3 separate regions of the Mus musculus genome follow, and all the other regions are linked to region 1. Evidence: chromatin contacts called from public Hi-C and HiChIP or PLAC-seq data. All regions are on one chromosome and are shown on one strand. Each heading gives the region's core, a stretch centred on a gene start, on an enhancer-like site or on the middle of the called end of the contact. The rest is flanking DNA. Distances are from core to core; before and after follow the strand shown.

Region 1 (4,132 bases), core at 1,128-3,627:
AAATACTTTTCTGAGGATGGTGAGATTTCCCAGCACAAGTCTACAGACAGGCTCTCTGATTCCCAGGTAGGAGGCAGGGTAGGGGTGGGGAGCCGTGTGTGTGGTGTCTTCACTACCCTGTGGTATTGAAGACAGGTCCTGAGATTCTGTTAGCTTGGGCTTCACAGACAGTGTCTCAGTAGGTACCTGTCAGTATCCGTGTGAGGGGAGGGGCTGCTGCAGAAGTGTCTTAGGGTTACTATTGTCGTGGTGAATACCATGACCAAAGCAACTTAGGGAGAAAGGGTTTGTTTAGCTTGTACTTCCACATCATAGTCCATCACTGAAGGAAGTCAGGGTGGAAACTCAAGCAGGGCAGGAACCTGGAGGCAGGAGCTGATGCAGAGGCCATGGAGGGGTGCTGCTTACTGGCTTGCTCCCCATGGCTTGCTCAGCCTGCTTTCTTATAGAACCCAGGACCACCAGCCCAGGGTTGGCTCCACCCACAATGGGCTGGGCCCTCCCCCATCAATCAATAATTAAGAAAATTCCCTATAGGCTTGCCTACAGGCTAATCTTAATGGAGGCATTTTTTGTTTGTTTGGTTTTGTGTTTGGTTTTGTTTTGTTTTGTTTTGTTTTGTTTTGTTTTGTTTTGTTTTGTGTCTACACTCTCCTTCCCCTAGAGTTTCTCCCTGTAGCCCTGGCTCTCCTGGAACTCTCTCTGTAGACCAAGCTGGCCTTGAACTCACAGAGGTACACCGTCTCTGCCTCCCAAGTGCTGGCTCACGGATGCATTTTCTTACTCCAGGCTTTCTCCTCTCAGATCACTTTAGCTTTATGTCAAGTTGATACAAAACTGTTCAGCACATGGCTGGAGCAGCAGCTGTGTCCTGATGTTATATTCTATGTAGACACAGTGTGGATAATAACTTCATCTTGTGCCAGGGTTATACACCCACTGTGATGGCCAGTGCTAGTTGCCAGTTTAACAGAATCTAGAATCACCTGGGAGGTGGGCCTCTGGGTATGCCTATAGGGATTATCTCAATTACATTAACTGAGGTGGGAAGATCTACTCGCTGTGGGTGCCACCTTTGCCTGATTGGAGTCCTGGACTACAGGAATGGAGAGAGGGAGTTGAGCAGCAATATTCCTCTCTGTGTATTTGGACTGTGGATGTCATGTGACCAACCAGCCTCCTGTTCCAGCCACCAGGCCTTCCTTGCGACAATACACTGTATCCCTCTGGACCTGTGAGTTGAAATACATCCTTTCTCTTTTACGTTGCCTTTGTCAAGTATTTTATCTCACTAAGGAGAAAGTATCCATGCTTTCCTGTGAGCCTCCGGGCATCTCACTGATGATCTTGGCTCACTGACAGAAAAGGCCAGCTTACACACTTAGGCATTTATGCTCTTTGTGTAGGGTGCTGAGGAAGCCTGTGCTCCTCTTTGTCTCCGCTGAGCTACTAGCAGAGAGGTCCTTGGGATTGGGATTGCCAGACCCATTTTCAAGTCAAGAGCCTGGGACAAACCCTGGGAGTTCAGCCTTGTGGGCAGTATTGTCCTGGCCTGGCAGTCCTGGGTTCTATCAGAAAGTAGGATAAGCAAGCCATGAGGAGCAAGTCAGTAAGCAGCACCCTTCCATGGCCTCTGCATCAGCTCCTGCCTCCAGGTTCCTGCTGTTATTGCTTTTGGGGATGAACAGTGATGTGGAAGCCTAAGCCAAATAAACCTTGGCTCCCCATGTTGCTTTGGCCATGGTGTTTGATCATCCGAGCATCTCTGCACCCATGCATCCAGCCATCCTTCAAGCTCTTTTCCTTATTTATTTTTCTCTTTCATCCCCTTACCCATCCTCCACCCAGCCAGGCCCTGCTGAGAGGGCCCTTGGAGCCTGACTCCCCCCACCCCTGCCCCAGTACTCTGCACACACATCATCCAGAGCACATCAAAGCTGCCTTGGATTCTCAGCCTGGGCAGGAGGAGGCTCCTCTGTATATTTGCTGTCTATAGCACCTGCTCTGAGTGTCCCTCATGGTCCACCATTTCACTAAGCACCATCTCAGACTTCTCTCTGCATTTCATAAAACACCCAACCAGCAGCATGTTGGCACAACGAGGCAATAAACAGAAAATTCGATTTATTTACCCAGATAGGAAGGAGGAAGCCCTACAGCTGCCCAGATCCTTCGTACTGTAAAGGACCAGCATTCAGAGAGGCTGTCCCTAGGGAGGTTATCTGCAGAGGCCAAGTACCAAGAAGAGGCCCCACGGAGGGGCTGGCAGAACTTGACAGCCTCCCACCGCCTTCTTCCACTTTATTCTGCAGCCCCATGCAAATCACCAGGAGTCTCATTTGCATATGCACCAGCTCATTTCCATATCCCCAGCTCTGGGTGGCAGGGCCCTGGGACTAGCTGACAGCCGCCCCTTTTGTTTGCTCCTGCCATCCAGGGAATTGCTTCTCTGTCCTTCCAATTGCGGCTGGGGGAGAGAAAGAAAGAAAGAAAGCCAGAGAAAGCAGAGCAAAAGGAGGACACCCTCAGGACAAAGCGACAGTCACCATCTGGGCAGGAAGGGAGGAAACACCACTGTCTGGAGTTGGACACTAGGGAAGCTAGTGACAGAGGGCCGGGCCGGCTGCAGAGGGATCCCAGAAGTGTCAGCACTGGCTGCAGGCCCAGCCTTGTCACACACTTGGCTCTGGGATCTCTGCAGGTGACTGAGATGTGTGCCTCTGTTTCCCCCTCTGGGACATGGCTATTTCTCAGTAGCATCCTGAGCTTGTGGGGAGCTTAAGGGTGTGGATGCTGCAGGCCCATTGGTGGCCCTCACCTCTTGCTCCCTTCTTGTGTCTGTTGGGGCCCCTGGTGGGGGTGACACAGCTGTCAAATATAAGCAGAAGGCTTGCCTGCCATTCCCTCCTTTGTGAGATCAGCTTGTATCCATCTAACCTCTGTCTCTGGGCCTCAGTTTTCCCAGGGTGGTAGACTCTACCACCAGAAGCTGGTTCCATTTGCTCTGGTCTGATTTCACTGTATGGAATGAGTCTAGCACCTGGCCCAGCCCTGATGTCCTTTGTGCCTTGCATCTATGCCCATTTTACAGATGAGGACATGGAGGCCCAAGGACAGTCTTCGGCCCATGCTTTGTTGTCCTCTCCTTCCACACTACTGCTCACTGAGGAGCCCCTGGCACCATTCCTGTTCCAGCAGACCTTCTGTAAGCAAGATTGTTGAGGTCACTTGGGGTGGTCACATTAAAACCTGCACCCTGTTTCTGACTACATGACTCTCTTTGGTCTCTGTTCTGATCCACTCAGAATTCTATCTTGGCTCTTCAGTACACACCAAAACTCTTTCCTCTTCTAGGTTCTAGATGACAGCATGGTACAAGAAGTATGTGTGTGTGTGTTCATATGCATGTATGTGTATATGTGTTTCTGTATGTATATATGTGTATGCATGAGTGCATGTGTATGTGTGTGCATGAGTGTATGTTTGAGTATATATGTGTATATGTGTGTATGTATATATGTGTATGTGTGTGCATGAGTGCATGTGTATGTATGTGTAACTATGTATGTGTGAGTGTATGTGCATGTATGTCTGTGTATATGTGTGTGTATGTATATATGTATATGTGTGTGCATGAGTGTATGTGCATGTATGTTTAAGTATATATTTGTGTGAGTATATACATATATGTATGCATATGTGTGTGCATGAGTGTGTACTATAAGTGTGAGTGTGTGTTTGTATATATATATGTGTGTAAGTATATGTGTGTGAATGTATATATGTATATATTTGTGTGTATATATGTTGGTATGTATAAATGTTTGTATGTATATATGTATATGTATGTACATAAGTGTATGTGTATACATGGGTTAGTATGTGTCTATGTAAGTATATGTGTATATGTATATGTGTGTATGTGTGTACATGAGTGTATGTATGTATATGTTTGTGTAGGCATATATATGTGTGTAAGTGTATGTGCGTATTTGTATGTGTGTGAGCATATATATGCATATGTGTATACATGAGTGTGTATGTATTTATGTGTAAGTGAGTGTGTGAGTGTAGTGTATGTGACTATATGTATGTATATGTGTGTGAATGTATATATGTATGCAAGTGCATG
Region 2 (4,132 bases), core at 1,176-3,675, 210 kb after region 1:
CACACACACACACACACACACACACACACACACACACACACACACTTAAAATAATAAAAATAAATCTTAAAAAGAGAAATTCTCTGAGTAGCTGAGACAATAAGGTCTGACCAGGACCTTGAGGCTCCCTTTGGGGCTGGAAGACTCATTAATAAAAGCATTTAAAAATGGGTCCCAGAAGGAAGTTCGAGGACAGTGTTATTAATGGTCTAAACAGGGTGGGTTAGCTGTAGAACTAGGCTGGCAGGGAGATTGGAGACAGTCATGTCCTTTAAGTGTCTGTCGGAGAAATAGCAAGAAAACCCATAGAGAAAGCAGGCGAAGGCTAGAGCCCAAGCAGATCAAGAATAGGAAAGGCTCAGAGGGTCTGAGCTCAGAGCATACCTAAGCTTAGGCTTGACCCCAGGACAAAGAGATGCACCAGACATGAAGCTGCAAACAGAGGGCTTACAGATAAAGGGGAAATGCTTCAGAGATGCAAGCTAGCCCATGAGCTGAGGATGGAGCCTAGGAAGCATGGGGTGAGGCATGGGGTGGGGTGGCTCTTTCAAGACCCTCACACACTACCTGCCCCTCTCCAGCTTGGAGCAAGAGCTTTCTTGAGCATGCTGTATTCCTTCCATGAACCCCTTGTGGGGAAGGGCTTCCAGGCATATCTGCAAAGGTTTCCTTCACGGTTAATCTTGGTGTGTTGTCACCTGTCCTGAACGAAGGGGCATATACAAGTGTTTAGAACCAGGGACCCAGATCAAATGACCTGCCTGCCTGTCAGTTTCTCTTAACAAATGTCTTTTTAAGAAGCAAAATGTTGAGCTGGGCGTGGTGGCACATGCCTTTAATCCCAGCCCTCGGGAGGCAGGTGGATTTCTGAGTTCGAGGCCAGCCTGGTCTACAAAGTGAGTTCCAGGACAGCCAGGGCTACACAGAGAAAACCTTGTCTCAAAAAACCAAAAAACAAAAAAAGAAGAAGCAAAATGTCTTTTCAGCAACCCAGCATGTTGTTGGGTTTCTTATTCATGTACTTCTTGCACTTTTGATTTTGTTTAAGAAGTCTGCCTCAATCTCGAGCTCTCTGAGAATCTTCTGTTTTCTTTAGGAGATTTGTATTCCTTGGGGTTGGGAGCGGCACCTCTTGTATTCAGCTCTGTCACCTGTGGTCATCGAGGAGCCAGACCACAGGTGGGTGTGTAGACACTGAGGGAGATGGGCAGCTCCCCTCACACAGGGCCATGGCAGTGAGTTCCAGTGAACCAAATATATCCCCTTTGCTCTCCTGCTCCTCCACAGAGATCATCAAGACCACCTTTGAGATGATCACCATTTTGAATTGCATAGAACAAGAAATAACCCATAGATTCTATCAAGATTTATAACCACCTCTTCCCTAACAGAGAAGGGAAAGGAAGGGGAGAGTGGTTAAGGTTGTGGGAGGGAGAACAGAACAGAGGACCCAATAGAAAACACGCAAACCATTAAACAAACAGACGCTTTAACAGGGAAGCCACACAAACAGGGAAAGCCATTAAATTAAAGTGAGGAATGTCCTAAGCTTTCAGGGAAGTGCTGATGGAGTACAGCAAGCTCCCACTGTGCGTTCTCTGGCATGGGTTCCCACTGTGTGTCCTCTGGCATAGGTTCCCACTGTGTGCCCCCTGGAGTGGCTAAAGCCAATAAACCTGACAGCACCAAATGTTGGCAAAGAAAACAGAGCAACCGGAACACAGCCGATAGATAGGAAAACTGGCAAAAGTAGTCATTTGTTAGAACCGAAGCAGAAATGTTTGGACCCTGAGTGATCCCCAGGGCTCATTCTTGGTATTCACCAAGAATGTGGGGAAGCCCCCACAGTCCCCAAATACATACAGCAGTACCCTGTGTCCAGTGTCCCCAGACTAAAGCAACCCTACTCACTGGAGAGTGGAGATGTCAAGAATGGCAGGTATTCCCGGTGAAATCAGTCATGTGGATGGATATACAAATGAGCATGTTTCTATAACAAGGGGGCCAACAATGGCACAGGAGTCTAAGGGAAAGAGTCAGAGCTTTGCCATCCAGTGGAAGACAAGCCCGTGGAAGTTTAGCCACAAGACATGGGATCCTTCCTAGGGTGCCGGTCATTTGTATTCATTTATGGGGGTGCTGGATGCACCGATGCTTCTACTATACAAAGAGGTGCCAGGCTGCTCACTCATAAAGGGCTCCTTTTCTCTCTGGCCAACAGAAGAAACACACAACAGAAAAAGAACCCCAACATTTAAATCCAAAAAAAAAAAAAAAAAAACTTGCTCGGCCTGGTTAAGGCTCAGAGTAATTGTCCCAGCTGCCACCCTGGGCCCTGTGCCCGCTGGGCCCTGCTGCCCCTTGCAGCTCCTCTGAGGAGCCTGCAGCCCTGAGAAGAAATCTCTTCCCCTTTCTCATTCTTCCCGTTCCCTTGGCCTGGGGCTATTGTACATATGCAAATGTGGAGATGCTAGCTGCCTAGGCAAACCCAGCTATTTATAGCCAGATAGCTGGCACACTCACAGCTCTACAGACTAGAAAGCCGAAGCACTCACACAGACACATGCACGCACGCACGCACATGCATGCATGCACGCACGCACGCACACTACACACAGTATATTTTTTCTTTCCCCAGGATATAAATTTCCCGTCCCATTGCAGTCTGGGCCGTCGCATGCAACATTGATTGTCTGTTATATTACATTTATTAAGAAGTGATAACTTGTAATAATTGGATGTTAAATTAAAGAACTCTCTCCTAGTTATTGCCGTCTCAATTATAACTGTCGCTGGCTGGCAGTTATAATGATATATGAGGGTTGTATTTTATGCAGCCGACCGTGACCTGGTGAGTAATATTCCCCCAGCTCTGAGGGCGTTCATGCACTCCTTCGCTCCTAATGCCTTGCTCGGGTGCTCATTGGAATATTAAGCGACTGCAAGGCTGAGGTGTCGAAATCCGTGCAGCCAGCCTGGCAACTAACAGCCCCTCCGGCACCCGGGTTCCTCCCGCCTTCCCTCCTGGGCCAGGGCCAGCTCATTTGGGCTTTGTTTTATGGTTATAGGAATCCAGTTTGTTTGGGAAGTTATAGTGGGTGAAGAGTGTGCTTTCTGTTTCCTTGAAGATGAAGAGTCTGCAGTGAGCTCCCGGGTGCAGCCCCGAGGAGGAGCAGGTTGGCCAGGCAGCACCTGGGCAGTGGGGTGAGGGGACTTGTGGAGGGTCTGGCTGTATCTATGCAGCCTTGGCAAGTCGGAGGCTCTGGGAGCTGAAGGCTATTTGAGGCTCTGAATGAGTCTGTTGCTCAGGGCTGCAGACCTCACATGATGAAAAGGACTGACTGCCAGGGGCCCGCGCGATTGTGTCCAGACCTCGAGGAGATGGCATTCGCTAAGGTTAGACAGGAGGTTGATCTGGGCACTCATATCCTCACTTCCTTGTCTCCTCTGCCCCGTTCATTTGAGCCAACAGAGGCCACTTTGTTGGAATTGGCCACACGACAACCAAGGGGGACTCTGGGAGGCTCCTAGGTCCCCCAGTCCTCAGGTCACATCCGTCAGCCGTCATTCTGCATTTGTGTCTTAAGGCTTTATAAGGAAATTCCTCAGCACAGGCAGGAATGTGTTTCCCGAATTTCTGGAACTCAAGGTTTAAAGGTGTGGATGGACCTTGCTCTCCTGAGACTTCTAAGGAGGGTGTCCTGGACTCTGTCATTTCTGGCAACACAAGTGTCTCTTGCCTGTTGGCCCAAGCTGCCTTTTCCTCTAATGACATCCACAAAGACCCTTTTTCTAAATAAAATCATATCCTCAGGTTCCCCAGCTGCTAGGTGTCTGGGGCTGGGGCTGGGGCTGGGGCTGGGACTGGGGCTGGGGCTGGGGCTGGGGCTGGGGCTGGGGCTGGGGCTGGGGCTGGGGCTGGGGCTGGGGCTGGGCTGGGGCTGGGGCTGGGGCTGGGGCTGGGGCTGGGGCTGGGCTGGGGCTGGGGCTGGGGCTGGGGCTGGGGCTGGGGCTGGGGCTGGGGCTGGGCCTGGGGCTGGGGTAGTCTTCATCCCACTAGAAGACCTTTGCTTCCCAAGGCCAAATGGGCAGGGAAGAGATCATTACTTGAGTCCCATTAGCTAGTCGTTTA
Region 3 (4,132 bases), core at 969-3,468, 180 kb after region 1:
GTTTCTTTCATAAAGCAATCTTGCAGAACCAAGCCCTCTGACTCAGGAGAGGATGGTGGTAGCTCTGGGGCAGGCGAAGGTGTCTGCTGTCCTCTTAGTGCTCTGGAACCAGTGTCCCTGAGATCATTCGAGCAAGAGCTAAGGCCGGCATGGGAGATCCTCTGATGGGGAGGGGAAAGAAAGGATGGTCCTCAGTAGCATAGACACCATGGACAGCTAACACTGCAGAGTGGGCTGCCAGGCATGGCTCATCTGGTAAGGCGCCCGCGGCCCCGCCCCTGCGGCCCCGCCCCTGCGGCCCCGCCCCTGCGGCCCCGCCCCTGCGGCCCCTCCCCTGCGGCCCCGCCCCTGCGGCCCCGCCCCTGCAGCCCCTGAGGCACGGCCCCTGTGGGGAGCCCATCTTCCCCCCCACCCCCCATCGGATAATCTCATGATTTCATCAAGTTCCAAAGCAAAAGAAAGGAAAAATACCATCGCTTTTATCCCCGCGGCGAGCTACAGAAATTGCCTTTTATGAAAGTCCTGTGGTCCCCGAGTATTCCGTGGCTCTCCAAGCTGACGGACTCTGCATCTTCCTCTGTCTTAAGTGAGGAAAGGACTTAGTTTCGGCCTCAGCAGTGTGAGTGGATGAGCGAGCTCAGCCGAGAGGCTACTAGTTCTGTGGTCGGTGACAAAGGTCTAGAGGCCTGGCCCTGTTACCCAGAGAAAGAGGATAGGGTACCACAAATGCTGTTGAGGACATGGGTCAGGCCCCCTCCATGCCAGGGAGGGGCCTGAGTGAGGCAGAGCTTTTCAGAGTCCTGCTGGTCAGCAGCAATATGCTCCGGGGTTCCCACTGTGAATAAAAAGGACGCCGGCTCTCACTCCTGCAGATGTTCTGGGACCCAGCATCTGTGCACAGCAGGAATGGTCATCACTTGGCTCTGTGTGTCTCTTCCAAGTGAACCTATTTTGTGTGTGTGTGTGTCTGTCTGTCTGTCTGCCTGTCTCTGTGTGTAAGTGTGTATCTGTATCTCTGTGTGTGTGTATGTTTGTGTGTGTATCTGAGTATGTATTTCTGTGTGTATCTGTGTATGTGTGTGTATCTGTGTATGTGTGTGTCTGACTGTGTATGTATCTGTGTGTGTGTATCTGTGTATGTGTGTGTCGGAGTGTGTATGTATCTCTGTGTGTATCTGTGTATCTCTCTGTGTCTGTCTCTCTCTATGTGTATCTGTGTATGTGTGTGTGCATCTGTGTATGTGTCTGTATCTGTATATGTGTGTATATCTGAGTGTGTATGTTTCTCTGTGTGTATCTGTGTATGTGTCTGTGTATCTCGGTGTCTGTCTGTCTGTCTGACTGTCTGTCTGTCTGTGTGTATCTGTGTATTTCTGTGTGTAATTGCATCTGTATATCTTTGTGTGTATCTGTGTATATGTGTGTGTATCTCTCTGTGTCTGTGTATGTGTGTGTGTATCTGAGTGTGGGTATATCTCTGTGTGTATCTATGTATGTGTGTGTATCTGTGTATATGTGTGTATCTGTGTCTCTCTCTGTGTGTATCTCTGTGTGTATATATGTATGTATGCATGTATCTGTATATATGCATGTATCTGTGTATGAATGTGTATCTCTCTGTGTCTCTCTGTCTGTTTGTCTCTGTGTATCTGTGTGTATCTCTATGTCTATCTGTCTGTCTGTCTCTCTCTATGTATCTGTGTATGTGTGTGTATCTGTGTATGTGTGTGTGTCTGTGTGTGTGTGTTGGAGGAGGTACACCTATGTGCCCCTACATGTATAAGACTGAGGATACCTACCTCAGGTGACCTCTTTCTAGATGTTTCTTGCTCCCTTTAAGATGGGGTCTGTCATTTGCTTACCAGTCAGGCTAACCAGCGAACTCCAGGCATTTCCATCTCCCCATCGTCAGCACTGGGTTATAAATGTGTACCACCATACCTGGCTTTTTGGTAGGTTCTGGAAACCTGAACTCCATTTCTCATGCTTGCATGCCAAGTACATTCCTGATTAAATCGTGCCCCCACCCACCCCTCATCAAGCCATCTTAGGGTAAAAATAAGTCTCTAGTCTAAGATTAAAATTCCCTTGGATGCCCCTCCCCTCGCTCTGTAAGGCTGAAGGTAAACAGGGTTTGTTCAAAGCCTTGGAAACATTCCTGCATAATTGTGCCTAGTTATTAATGGTAAGACACCTGATCCTAGCTGGGCTGCACACCCGGATTCTGCTTTCTCTCCCTGCCGTTGCCAGGGCTCCCGTGTGCGACATCCGCGTGGCATGTCACACACATGGAAATGTGTGGTATGACAAGCACACTGTGTTACATTATACATTCTATACAATGTGTGTAATGGGATGTAGTGTATGACATATTCAGTCCCTTCTCAGCAACCACAGGGCTTGCCTCCAGACCTCCCTGGGCACCAGGATCTGGGATGCCCATCCCTTACATACAGTGGAGTGTTGCGGCATTTGCTGAGGAGGCTGCTGCACATGTCAATCACTCCCATGTGACCTTTGACCCCTGCTTCAACATGACAGCTGTGGAGACAGTTGCTGCACCTCATTGTCTGGAGAATGATGACAGGTTCTGCATTGAAAATGGTCTGAAGAGGGCCAGAGAGATGGCTCAGGGGGTAAAGGCAACTGCAGCCAATCCTGCTGACCTGAGTTCAATCCCCAGGACCCACATGGTGGGAAGAGATAATCAAATGTCAAAGTTGTCTTCTGACCCCCACATGTACAGTGTCATGTGTACCTCCTATAAATAAATAAATACAATAAAAATAGCTTCTGTAAAGTGCTGGATGAAGCCGACCGAGGGTGTGTTGCTGTGGGAACAGAGGCTGACTGCACACTAAGGGAGGCATGTAAAATAATCATGTGTGTAGGTAGAAGTCAGTGGCTTCCACACCGTCTCTCAACTGCTCAGCTTCGGGGCTCTGAAAATAGCTAACCTGGAGACTTCAGAGAAGACGCTAAAGAAGCGAATCACAAGAAGAAGCCAGCTAATGATGAATTATAAGACACGTGACACAGAGCCCAGAAGGCGAGCGTATGAAAAGCACAGTAGCTAGTGGCTGTCGCCATCGTCACTGTCCTGGGAAAGCTGCATGGCAATTTGCTCTTTGGGGAGCAGAAATTCACTCTTTGGGGTTAAAATGAAGTTTTCTTTGAAATGTCTTTGTGGTGTATGTGTGTGTGTGTGTGTGTGTGTGTGTGTGTGTGAGAGAGAGAGAGAGAGAGAGAGAGAGAGAGAGACAGAAAGACAGAGACAGAGAGAGACAGAGAGACAGACACAGAGAGACAGAGACAGACACAGAGAGACAGAGAGACAGAGAGACAGAGAGACAGAGAAAGAGAAACATACAGAGAGAAACAGAGTCACAGAGAGATAGAGAAACAGAGAGAGACAGAGAGATGGAAAAAGAAAAACAGAGACAGAGAGACAGAGAGATGGAGAAAGAGAAACAGAATCAGAGAGACAGAGAGAGAAACAGAGACAGAAAAGGGGGTGGGGAGCAGATGGCCAGCAAGCCTCTCTGGTCCTCTGGCTTCTGCCTCTCATGGTACTGGGGTTCCAAACACTCTTGGCCACACTTGGCTTTTTATCATGGCTTCCAGGGATTTGCACATCAGCCTAGTTTTAAGTTCAGAGATTTTGTCTCAAGGGGCTTACATCTGGTCCCCATGTGCACATAGCAATTCTCATTGTATGCCCACAAAGCAGGAGACTGGGACCCCATGAGCGATCCCCTTGAGGATGAAGGACAGTCCATCCTCCCTTCCAGTGGTCCAACCTTCCAAAACAGCTCCCCTGAGACCAAGCCTTGGGCACACAAGTCTTTAGGGGACACCCACCCCAAACTCAGCAATCACCTGGCCTTTGGAATGATGAGCCCAAGGAATGGGAACAGTCATGGTGGGCTCCATGCCTACTTGAACCCAGGACACACAGAAAGGAGCCACACAAGGTCACATTGTAGCCACACTGCTTCTGGCCTTCTCTGGGACTTCTGGGGGAATCAGGGTGGGTTTTTTGGCAAGGTTTATAAAATGCAACTGAGGGAAGACCAAGAGGTGGGCGGTCACTGGGCGTGAACGTGTCCATATGTCTGGGTCTTGGTGCTGC

What was found. A called contact is a pair of places that touch in the nucleus more often than the background predicts. HiChIP or PLAC-seq counts read pairs in DNA pulled down with a chosen protein or histone mark.
Region 2: an H3K27ac HiChIP or PLAC-seq map of stem cell-derived neural progenitor cells shows a contact between it and region 1, with 3 times the contacts expected there. The contact joins two enhancer-like sites. A contact is called at or near these places in 2 of 484 Hi-C or Micro-C datasets (muscle stem cells and nephron progenitors) and 2 of 115 datasets of contacts at active chromatin or transcription factors (embryonic basal ganglia and stem cell-derived neural progenitor cells).
Region 3: a Hi-C map of cortical neurons shows a contact between it and region 1, with 2.4 times the contacts expected there. The contact joins two enhancer-like sites. A contact is called at or near these places in 2 of 484 Hi-C or Micro-C datasets (cortical neurons and nephron progenitors) and 1 of 115 datasets of contacts at active chromatin or transcription factors (embryonic basal ganglia).

The regions. Positions count from the first base shown.
Region 1 is chr5:111,517,319-111,521,450 of GRCm38.p6, forward strand. No RefSeq gene overlaps it. Among named protein-coding and RNA genes, the nearest start is that of Gm36223, 10 kb to the left of the region's middle. Within about 2 kb of position 2,378, at least 50 of the 459 cell types and tissues checked have an H3K27ac peak or open chromatin away from gene starts, as enhancers often do. A contact at or near this core is called in cortical neurons, embryonic basal ganglia and stem cell-derived neural progenitor cells, where this site is marked.
Region 2 is chr5:111,722,461-111,726,592 of GRCm38.p6, forward strand. No RefSeq gene overlaps it. Among named protein-coding and RNA genes, the nearest start is that of Gm36481, 17 kb to the left of the region's middle. Within about 2 kb of position 2,426, at least 65 of the 459 cell types and tissues checked have an H3K27ac peak or open chromatin away from gene starts, as enhancers often do. A contact at or near this core is called in embryonic basal ganglia and stem cell-derived neural progenitor cells, where this site is marked.
Region 3 is chr5:111,701,568-111,705,699 of GRCm38.p6, forward strand. No RefSeq gene overlaps it. Among named protein-coding and RNA genes, the nearest start is that of Gm36481, 4.1 kb to the right of the region's middle. Within about 2 kb of position 2,219, at least 19 of the 459 cell types and tissues checked have an H3K27ac peak or open chromatin away from gene starts, as enhancers often do. A contact at or near this core is called in cortical neurons, where this site is marked.